2 separate regions of the Mus musculus genome follow, and region 2 is linked to region 1. A link is a contact called in public promoter capture Hi-C data. All regions are on one chromosome and are shown on one strand. Each heading gives the region's core, a stretch centred on a gene start, on an enhancer-like site or on the middle of the called end of the contact. The rest is flanking DNA. Distances are from core to core; before and after follow the strand shown.

What was found. Promoter capture Hi-C pulls out the DNA fragments that hold promoters and counts their contacts.
Region 2: a contact with region 1 is called in a promoter capture Hi-C map of neutrophils, with 2.1 times the contacts expected there. The contact joins the promoter of Dnajc3 here to the enhancer-like site in region 1. A contact is called at or near these places in 2 of 39 promoter capture datasets (macrophages and neutrophils), 2 of 484 Hi-C or Micro-C datasets (bone marrow-derived macrophages and hematopoietic stem and progenitor cells), 1 of 115 datasets of contacts at active chromatin or transcription factors (pancreatic cancer cells) and 1 of 9 other capture datasets (liver).

What each region holds. Positions count from the first base shown.
Region 1 is chr14:118,659,676-118,664,490 of GRCm38.p6, forward strand. All of the region lies in intron 3 of Abcc4 (ATP-binding cassette, sub-family C (CFTR/MRP), member 4), which reads right to left. Among named protein-coding and RNA genes, the nearest start is that of Gm52104, 19 kb to the left of the region's middle. Within about 2 kb of position 2,721, at least 65 of the 459 cell types and tissues checked have an H3K27ac peak or open chromatin away from gene starts, as enhancers often do. A contact at or near this core is called in bone marrow-derived macrophages, hematopoietic stem and progenitor cells, neutrophils and 1 more, where this site is marked.
Region 2 is chr14:118,934,552-118,939,971 of GRCm38.p6, forward strand. It overlaps Dnajc3 (DnaJ heat shock protein family (Hsp40) member C3), which reads left to right and starts at 3,381. Exons shown (of 12, transcript NM_008929.3): 1 at 3,381-3,619. The coding sequence starts at 3,538.

The DNA of each region.
Region 1 (4,815 bases), core at 1,471-3,970:
AATCAGTGCTCTCAATTTCAAAAACAGCGAGACAGTAAACGTAACTGCAGAGTGAGGGGCAGACCGGGAAATAAAAAGAATCCAAAGCCATCTTTGTCAACGAGATGCACCTCACTGGACCAGTCCACAGTCTAGGAAAAACGGTGTTTGGGAATTGGGCTGGCAGCTAAGAGTGCATGAGGCCCGTGCCAAGGGTCTGAGCTCAAGTTCCAGCAGCCAGGTAGGGAGGTTCACAACCATCTGTACCTCGTTACGCCCTCTTCTGACATCTGCTGACACTGTACACATTGGACACACACCCACACTCACGTGTATACCTATAAACATAGTCACAAGAAAAGATACATCAAATGAATGAATGAATGAATGAATGAATGAATGTCAGGTACACTGATGCCTGCCCTGTACTCCCAACTACCTAAGATGCTGAGGCAGAAAGAACACTTGAGCCCAAAAGCCCTAGTTGGCAACAGAGTGGTATTCAAAAGAATCAATAAAATATAGGTCAAAACCCTAAGAGAGGGAAATGAGCTATGGCTAGACACGCTGTCTGCACAGACTTGAGTTAATGCGTCTGCAGGCAACGGTGCTGACACTCCACAGGGAAAGCTCAGCTCTTAAAGGTACAAATTGAACTGTTCTTAGATAACAGGCGTGATATGTGGGAACGGCTTCAAAACGGAGCAAGCAGGGCCCTGGGTGACTCAAGTCTCAATGTGAGCTGATAAGTTACAGGTGCGTGGCTTAGAGACAAGCAGGGCCTTCTGATTCTGGTCGTGTGGCTTTGGAATGTTCCTAAAAGCCTAAAAAAGAAAATGTCCCATGACCCTTGGCCCTGACAGCAAGCAGCTGAGCAAGAAATCAAACAGAGTAAAGACAAGCAAGTTCCCTCCTCCCGCTGTCCCTCCGAGGAGTGGGCACAGGAGAGTTAAAACCCCTTCTGAGCCGACCACCTGCAGCCGAGGTCATCTGCCTCCCCTGGAGGTGTGAGAGAGGCTGCCTCAGTGCCAGAGGGAGAGCCTGGCACACTCAAAGCTATGTGTTCAATCCTCTGCACAAAATGTTCAAAAATTAAGCTGAATTCAAAGGCCTGAGGAAACACTGTAATTAGTGGCTAAGACATCAGCTTTCACAAATGGCTTTCAAATCCCACTGCTTGCAGACAGTCTTAGCAGAACACAAGGATTGTCAAGAGATGTTAATTTATGAAAGCAGAGTTTCCTGGGCATTGCCTGGAGAACCCCATTTGAGGATAGTGTCTTAATGGCTGGTCTCAATCTCCTACCATTATGAATACAACCTTTCTCCAGTGAAGCAATGGATCCTCTGACTTTTTAAAGAAAGTGTTTAAAAGCATTTTCTCTGGGTTCTCACTCAGAGTCATCACTGTCAACACTAAATAAGCTAGTGTCAGAGTGTCCAGGAACCCACGGGGCACACACAGCTGACCACACCTGCTTCCCAAGGCGTGGTCCACCTCTCCCTGCCTGGGTCATCTCCCTCTTGGTCTCTATCAATGGCCTCCTAGGTTGAGCTGAAAGTTGGAGCCACTTGGAAAAAAAGAGCCAGGAAATGCATCCCTGGACACATCTCAGGAATCAACCCCAAGCAAAGGCACAGGCAGAACTGACTGCTGACCTCTGACCTTGGATAAGGGCAGGGTTACCTCAGATGGCAGCCTCCAGGATCCCCTATACTCCAGTATCCACCCAGACGAGCGACAGTCAGGGGGAAAGCCTTGACCATGTTAGCAACAGTCTCCAACACCATCTCCAGAAGGTCCAAAGCTCTCTTCTGGCTTCCATGGGTACTACATGCATGTGGTACACAGACAGACAGGCAGACAGACGAAACACTCATGCAAATATAATAAAAGTAAACCCTAAAAAGAGAAAAGTCCTCAGGCAGTGGGCCGAACACTCAGGAGGCAGAGGCAGGCAGATCCCTGAGTTCAAGGCCAGTCTGTTCTCAAGAGTGAGTTCCAGGACAGCCAGAGTTACATAGAGACACCTTGTCTTAAAACAAACAAACAAAAACAAACAAACAAACAGTCTTGGCCAAAGGCCAACTTCACAGATGAAGCTGGCAGACTATATAGACTATAAACATATATATATATATAGACTTAAACAGCTGGAAAACTGGCTCAGCGGTTAAGAGCACTGACTGCTTTTCCAAAGGTTCTGAGTTCAAATCCTAGCAACCACATGGTGGCTCACAACCATCCATAATGAGATCAGATGCCCTCTTCTGGGGTGTCTGAAGACAGCTACAGTGTAGTTAACGTATAATCAATAAATAAATATATATATTAAAAAAAAAAGACTTAAACAACCATGCCGTGCCTTGCCCACGACTGGCTCCACATGCAGGAGAGTCCCCTGAGGCTCCTTTGATGCCCCCAACTTCACTCTCCCACAGGCAAGACACCTCATAACTCAAAATCCAGGCCTGAATGACGTGAGGAGGCAGGCTGTGCAGACTCTCCCTTTACAGTAAGGCTCCAGATGGTGAGTCATCTCTGTCCCCATGGCACTTCCTAGGAGGTGCACACAAGGGACAGATTACGGGGAACTCGATGCTCCGAGCTGGCTTTCTCTGACCTGCACGGGTGTGTTCCAAAGTCACGATCATGCTGGTTTCTCCACAGTCCTCAGCTTCACAGAAGAACATGGAGCACCACCTAGAAATCCCACGCAAGGCTTCTGCACCAGTTCCTCGCCACCTTTTCTCTGGCAGAGCTCCGTTAGCACCTAGGGAAGGCCCGGCTGGGGTGGGTGGCTCACACAGCTGTGCTGTCTTCCTAGAATAATTCCTTGTGCTATTGAGGCACCAGAGAGACAAGATGCCACACTCCGTTCATCCTTCCGCTCTCTAAAACTCAAAAGTCCAGCGGAACAACACGGAGCCGAGATCACTAAATGAGAAATCGCCTCGTAAAACCAGCTGTTAATCTAACAGCTCACCCCATGTGGCTCACACAACCTGTGAGGGTTAATAGTGACTGACAACCCGACGGGATACAGAATTACCCAGGAGACAAACTTCTGGGCAAGCATGTGAAGACAGCAATGAGCAGAGAGCTGGGTTCTTCAATCTGCTTTCTGACTATGGCGCAATATGACCAACTGTCTCCTGTTCTAGCCAACGCGCTCACCATCCGTGATGAGATATGTGCTCCCTCAGACTGTGAGCGGTACTACCAAGCCGGAGTAAGCACTTCTGCCTTCGTTTGCGTTTGTCAGGAACGGGATCACAGCCATGCATAAAGGAGCACGTATAACAGGTGTAACCTTAAACATCATCCAAACGTGGTGTCTTGGCTTTCAGAGACAGGCTTCACTCAGTAGCCCAGGCTGACCTGCAACTCTCTTTTCCTCTTGCTCAACCTCCCAGCTAATTGAGTAACAGGCATTTGCCACCACACCCACCCTATCCATCGGGGCGTGGATTTTGAAACGTGACTGGATCACTGCTAGCTACCCCATATAAAATTATCTCTGACTTCTCCAAATCAGCAGCGTCAATAGGCCAACCAGTCCATGAAAATGAAAGTATTTGTATTAGAAAGCCCGCTTCCTTTTGCTGGCAGGGAGTAGGAAGAAAGAAAGGTTTTCCTATCCGAACACAAATGACTCTTAGCTCCCCAGATTTCAGTGCATTAGAAGGTCTGCTAGTCGTCATGGTAGAGACACAATGTCACTGTGACCTCCAGGACTGGTCACCGGGTCCATCAAGGGAACGAAGCATCCATGCCCAGTATTAGATCATAAACCAACAAAGACCTGATCTAAAGGCAGGGCAAGGGAAGAGGTCTGACAGGGAAAGCCTGCCCACACCAGCTCCCACACTGCACTACCATACCCATCATCCTAATCCCTAATGCCTGGACTGACCCGGCAGGCCAACAGGACGGAGCGTCAGAAGCCAGAGCAAATGAGCTGCCCTCAGTAGCAGTTGATCTGGGTCCCAGCAAATGGCACATACTCTGTGACCCTGGGCTCATTAAAAAAACAGAGCTGTCAGCCTCTGCCCGGGGCATCAGGGTCTCCTAATCGCACTGCCATCCCAGATCACACCAGTCCACTCCAGTCGCTGAGTGCAGTAACAGGGGGTGCTGAACAGGTATGTGAGACAACCACAGGTGGTGATGGGTGTCCAGCTGGACACACCGCACTGACACACTGATTCACCAGTCACAGCCACTTTCCTGTACTGCATATGACTTTGTGACCCCAGGAGACACTGTAACCTGGACCGCATCCTAGTTGACAAACTCATGTGCCACCACTGCCCCGAGGCCATCTCTGCACCATTATCCCTAGGCTAAGATCAAACAGCAGCCACTTGGGATGCTAAGGGCAAAGTTTTTGACCTTAGTTAGATCAGCCCCAGCCTAGAAGGCCTGGGCTCATCTCAGAGCGCCTGAAACAGAAACTCAGCTCTTTCATTTATTTCTGGGGTGGCCCTGAGCACGAGAAACTGACAAGCTCGTAGTGAGGGACTGACTGATACTAAGAATACCTCCTACCTCACCCAGTTCCTAAAAACTGGGATAAAAGTAGCATCTTGGATAAAGGGCGGACACGTGGTTCAGAGCTTTCTATTACTACCAAACTACCTACACCGCATTGAGCATGGGTCCTAGTAATACTGCTATCACTACTACTACCACTACTGGGAAGCACTCCATTGTCCTAGTCAGGGTGACCATTGCTGCCATAAAAAACCAAAAGCAACTCGAGGAGGAAAGGGTTTATGCGGCTCACACTTCGACATCCTTACTCCAGCACTGAAGGAAGTAAGGACAGGAAG
Region 2 (5,420 bases), core at 2,131-4,630, 280 kb after region 1:
CTGACAAGACAGCCCCGGCTCAAGATGGCTTGCTTGAACAGGTTCTTGTGTACGGTGTCGAGGAACAGAGAGCACCCTGAGTTGTGATTGGGTTTCAATGCTAGTTAGACAATGTGATGCTCCTGTGACACTCGACAGAGGCAAGAGGGGCAGCTTCCCCTTGGCCTCCTCCTTGCCCTCCTCCACCTCCTGTTCTTCATCCTACTCCCCCCCCCCCCCACCTCCCCTGAGCATACCGGATTGCGTTCACTAGGTTCCATCTATTGATTGCATCTCATGCCCAGTACTTTGACCTTTCCATGGGCTTAGCCGGATGTGACGTCATCCTCGGAGGTAGCGCTTGCTTTCTACCTCTTGCGGCCAGGTTACATCACTGTACTTTGAGCACCTGGTCCCCTGCTGCAGTGCCATTTTGGGAGGGTGTAGAGCCTCTGGCACATAGGACCTAGCTGGCTAATGTAGGCTTTCAGGGCTTTTAAGGCCTTGACAATTACAGCGTAGCCTTGCTTCCGGTCCTATCTCTGCTTCCTAATTCCACAAGATGACCGAGGACCGTATTCCTCAGGCTTTTATTTCCGCAGCTACCAAGCGCTCCCTGCTCGATGCGCTGATATCCTCTGCGACTGTGAGCTAATCAAGCCTTTCTTCCTTGTCAGGTCTCAGCCGCGAGAGCAGCAGTAGACGTTATTTTTTGTAAAACCATCTTTTCTCAAGGGATACTTTGTGTATTGTAGTTCTTACATACAGGATTTTTAGGTGTTTGCTCAGTGACTGTTAGAGAGGCTCTCAGCACTCCTTGCTATTCACAGTCTACAACACAAATATATTGTTTTAAAAAACAATTCCTTTCCTTAGGAAACTTTTCAGTTCTTTTCAAGGCCAGAAGCATAAGGCACATCGAGGGATCAGACACAAGTGTTTTCACTTTTTCTTTTTTCTCATTCAAGATACTTCAGTGTTTTGTTGGTTCCTTTGGCCAGAAGGTCCTCACTTGTGTGGGGTCTTCACTTGAGGGCAGTGGGCTTGTCTACCACCTTTGCACTCCACCTTATGAGTCATGTGTCTGTGTGTATCTCAAACAAACACATTTCAACAACACCTGACGCTTCTTCATTTTGCTTTTTAAAATTTTTTTTTTTAATTTTGCTCCTATATTTTGCTCTTTAGCAACATCTTTGGACACTACTACAGTTTAGAAGAACATTAACCTGCTTCATAAAACTTCACTGTTGAGGGTTTGGGGTCATACCCAGTCTACAGATGAGGACAATTGATATAATAGCCCTGATTCCCTGAATCTAAATAGTGTGCTTTTCACCAAGGCTCACCAGGGACTCATTTCTTCCAACCAGGAACCATTTCCTTTACATTCTCTCTCTCTCTCTCTCTCTCTCTCTCTCTCTCTCTCTCTCTCTCTCCCAATTTGGTTTTTTGAGACAGGGTTTCTCTGTATAGCCCTGGCTGTTCTGTAACTCACTTTGTAGACCAGCCTCAAACTCAGAAATCCGCCTGCCTCTGCCTCTGCCTCCTGAGTGCTGGGATTAAAGGCATGCACCACCATGCCCGGCACATTCTATTTCTTTGGAACAGAACAAGACCTTTCTTCCTTTTTTCACCCTTTGTAGTGTATCTTCAGGAAATCACAAATATGTTAGGTTTCAAATTTGAGACAAATGGCTGAGGTCCTATTTAACATAGCAAAGTTCTCCCAACATCCCTCAGTCCCTATGTGTTGCAGCTATGGCAGGCAAGTCCAGCCCTTTACTCAGAATTCTCCAGCTTTGGGGCTGGGCTTCCCTTCCTCCAGAGGCGCTTCCCTATATAACCCAGCCGTTTTGGCCAGCCATCTTTCTTTTTCTTTTTGGTAACCTTTGCCCTCTTGGCTGCTGCACCTGGTTCCCTTCCCCCTTTTCTCACACAGCTCAGGGCCATGTCCACTCTCCCAGATGTCTCTATCTCCCTTTTACCTACACCATACCTAAGAGCAGCCACGTCCTTTTTTTCATTCAAAAGTCATCATAATGTGTAAGTCCTTGTAAGCATGAAGTAACACTAAGGTATCAAAAGCTTTGAATAACAAACCCACGTTATTTAGCGATGTGTAAAACGTTGCTGCCATATAGTGTCTGTTCAAACAGAGCAGCTATGGGCGTAACCTACCTGATTAATTTAACGACAATCTTGTCCAAGTTCTTATGTCTTTGAATGAAATAGGCACAGTAAAGAAACCCAAATAGACACTTGGTGGGTGTATAAGAGAAAAGTTTATTCCAAACTAAGGTCATTGCTTGGGAAAGCAGAGGGCTAATACTGAAGACTGAGCAAGTAATGGGTAGGGACTTTGTTATGTAGGGTGAGCTAAAGGCACTGGAAGCATTTTAAGGATGCATCAATAGATACTTAGTCTAGGGCAGGAAATAGCCCCAGAAACCATTAAGCCAACCTAAAAAAAAAAGTGATTCTGGAAGTTTCTTTGGCGAGACTGAGAGGACTGCGGATTTTAAGAGAGCCACCCAGACCAACTGTGAGACTTGGTAGAATGGCTCTTGCATCTCTGATCCACTAGCAGACCTCAATAGTGTCAGGTCCCCCAAGAAATTCCTTTCCCCCAGGTAGGGCATCTAGACAAAAGCCAGCATTCCCTCGGGGTGGTGGTGGTGGTGAAGATAGTTCCTACTTGCTAAGTGGAGTTATTCTCCTATCTCTGGGAAAAGGGACATTTGGCTCTTCCATTAACTTATGACAGTGGGGTCTATTAGCCCGTCAAGGTCCCATATAACCCAGAAGATAAATCCCCACCATCACCCCAGCCCGCGCAGCGCTTCTCTCTGCTTTCCCGAGAGACAGCCTTCGCAGTTTGGAATAAACTTTTTTTTTCCCCTTTTCACCCACGGAGTGGCTATTTGGGTTTCTTCCCCCATTTCATTCAAGAAGTCCAGTCATCTCTCTCGGACGTCCCTGGAGACTTCCTGAGACTCTCTGGCCTTACCAGCCCAGGCGGCGGCGCCTTATCCCCCAACACTACCCGAAGGAATCTGGGCTCGCTCCAGGAACCCGCCGCCCCTGCCAAGCCAGCCCGCGAGGCCGGCCCAGAAGGGCTCTAGGGCCCGCGCATGCGGACTCGGCGGCCGCAGCCCGGCCTCCCCAGCCTCTTCCTCCTCGGCGCTCGGCGGCGGTTTGGAGCCCGCTGACAGCTCCACGACCAGCGGACGCAGCCTCGTCTTGTGCTTCCACGTTATCCTATCAGAGGCGGGGCGGGGCGCCAGCCCCCACAACCAATCAGCGCCAACCACGACCCGGGCGAGCTGGGCCGCTCTGTGGCCAGAAGGAAGGCGATTGGGCGGCGGCGGCGCCCGGGGCGTGGCTCCGCGGGCCCCGCCTACCGCTGTTTTCCGCCGCCGGGCGCCAGCCGCCGCTGAGGCCCGAGCGCTGACCGAGCGAGCGAGCGAGTGGACGGGGCGCTTCGCTGCGGGCTGTTGGCCGCGCGGGCTGCTGGGCCGCGCACCTTCCTGCTCTTCGGCTCAGGCGCCCTTGGACATGGTGGCCCCCGGCTCGGTGGGCAGCCGGCTGGGCGCGGTGTTCCCGTTCCTGCTGGTCCTGGTGGACCTGCAGTACGAAGGTGAGTCCCGCCCTGCTCCCGGGGCGGGCTTCGGGTCCCGGTCCCGGCTGGGAGCGGCGCTCCGGGGCGCGAGGCTGGGTCCGAGCCCGGTTCCGGTTCCGTGGGCTGAGAGGCGGGACTGGCGGGCCGCGCGCGCGAGGCCGGTTTCGGCGGCCTGGGCCAGCGCAGCCGGGAGTCCGGCGTCCGGGGGACCCTGGATCGGGGGTGCCGGGAGGAGGCGAAACGGCGGCATGCACGGGACGGGTCCCGGTTCCGGAGTGGCGGGCCAGGGCCCTTTCCGAAGCCAGTCCCATTCCCTCACGACCCCGCGTCGGGCGCGCAACTTAGGCTGGTGCCTGGAGAAGCCCACCTCTGGGCTCGGAGCTCCCGGCGCCTAACTTGCTGGGCTGGCTGTGGCTTCACAGTTCCCAGCAAGGCGACATTCAACTTTGTCCCCCCACTGACGTTACTTTTTCTAGTCATCGCAAAAAAAAAAAAAAAAAAAAGTCTCTTAAAAAAAAAAATAGGGAGCGCTTACGTTTCACCCTGGGCTCCAGACTGGAATGTTGGCTACTCCCAACAGAATAGCAAAAAATAGAGGCCTGTCCTATCTTGGGTGTCAGAGCGGGGAGGAGTTAGACATTGAAGCCCCAAATGCCCACTGAACTTCCCAACTTGGTTACGGTGCTGTAGTGACATCTGTCCTGGGCACTGCTCTGTACTCATTCCTGTAAGTCTGGGGATAGTTGTCATGGAAAGAGTAAACAGTTGAATATTCCATTTGGAGGGACTGAGGAACTGAAATTGGGAACAGTTTATGATGAAACCATCATAGAAGTCTATGCGGGTTTCTTTCTTTCTTTTTTTTAAAGACATATGCTTAGGTTTTTAACCATTAAAGGTATGGTTTTTGTTGGTTTTGGCTTCCTGATCACCATACGTTCTTTGAACCCCAAATCAGAATGTGTACTGTGGCAATATTGAGACCAATAATTTGATGTTGGAGCCAGCCTCAAAAGTGAGGGGATTGGAATTTGAAGGCCTGGACCACTTTAGTATGGGTCATATGTTCTAACTTTCTTTCATTTTCTAATTCTTTCCATCTGCATTGATTGTGCCCAGTTATCATTAGTGACTTATTTTAGTAACTTAAGGGAAAGTTGTCTATGCTCTACTTAGTGTCGATTTAACTTACTCTCCAGACATGGGAGTGCTTATTTTTGTTTGCCTTACCTCATCCAGGAGCTTGTAGATCAAGCACCTTATTCGAGTTTCTGTTCTTTGCAGGATTAGGACTTTTAGCATTTCATCTCTCTACTGTGGTATTTCTATAAGAAAACTCCGAGTTTTCCCGTCAGGAAAGCACCAGTGGCCTCTCTGAGGAGAAAGCCAGTGTTGCTTTTCCAGGAGTATTACCTGTGCAGAATGGCAGGTGATGGAGAAGGAAAGAGCATTTCTGTAAGCCAGCTCTTATTCCACAGAGATATGTGATAGTCTCTGTGTTACACATCTGGGAGCTGGTGTTCCAAGAGCTTAATGAAAATTTATCTTGGGACTGGAGAAATGGTTAGTGTGTTTGTTGGCCTTGCAGAAGACTGGAGTTGCATTCCTAGTACCAGATCAGGATGCAGTGAGTTAGTTGTAATTACTCACAACTCAGTCTTCTGGTTCCACAAGCACCCAAAGAGGGGTGTGTGTGTGGGTGGGGGGTGGGGAGAGAGGGAGAGAGGTGGGGTATGAGAGAATGAGAGAACACATGCACACACATGAGCCCTTGTGTGTGTGTACACAGAGTAAAGAAAATCTTTAAAAATAAAATTTA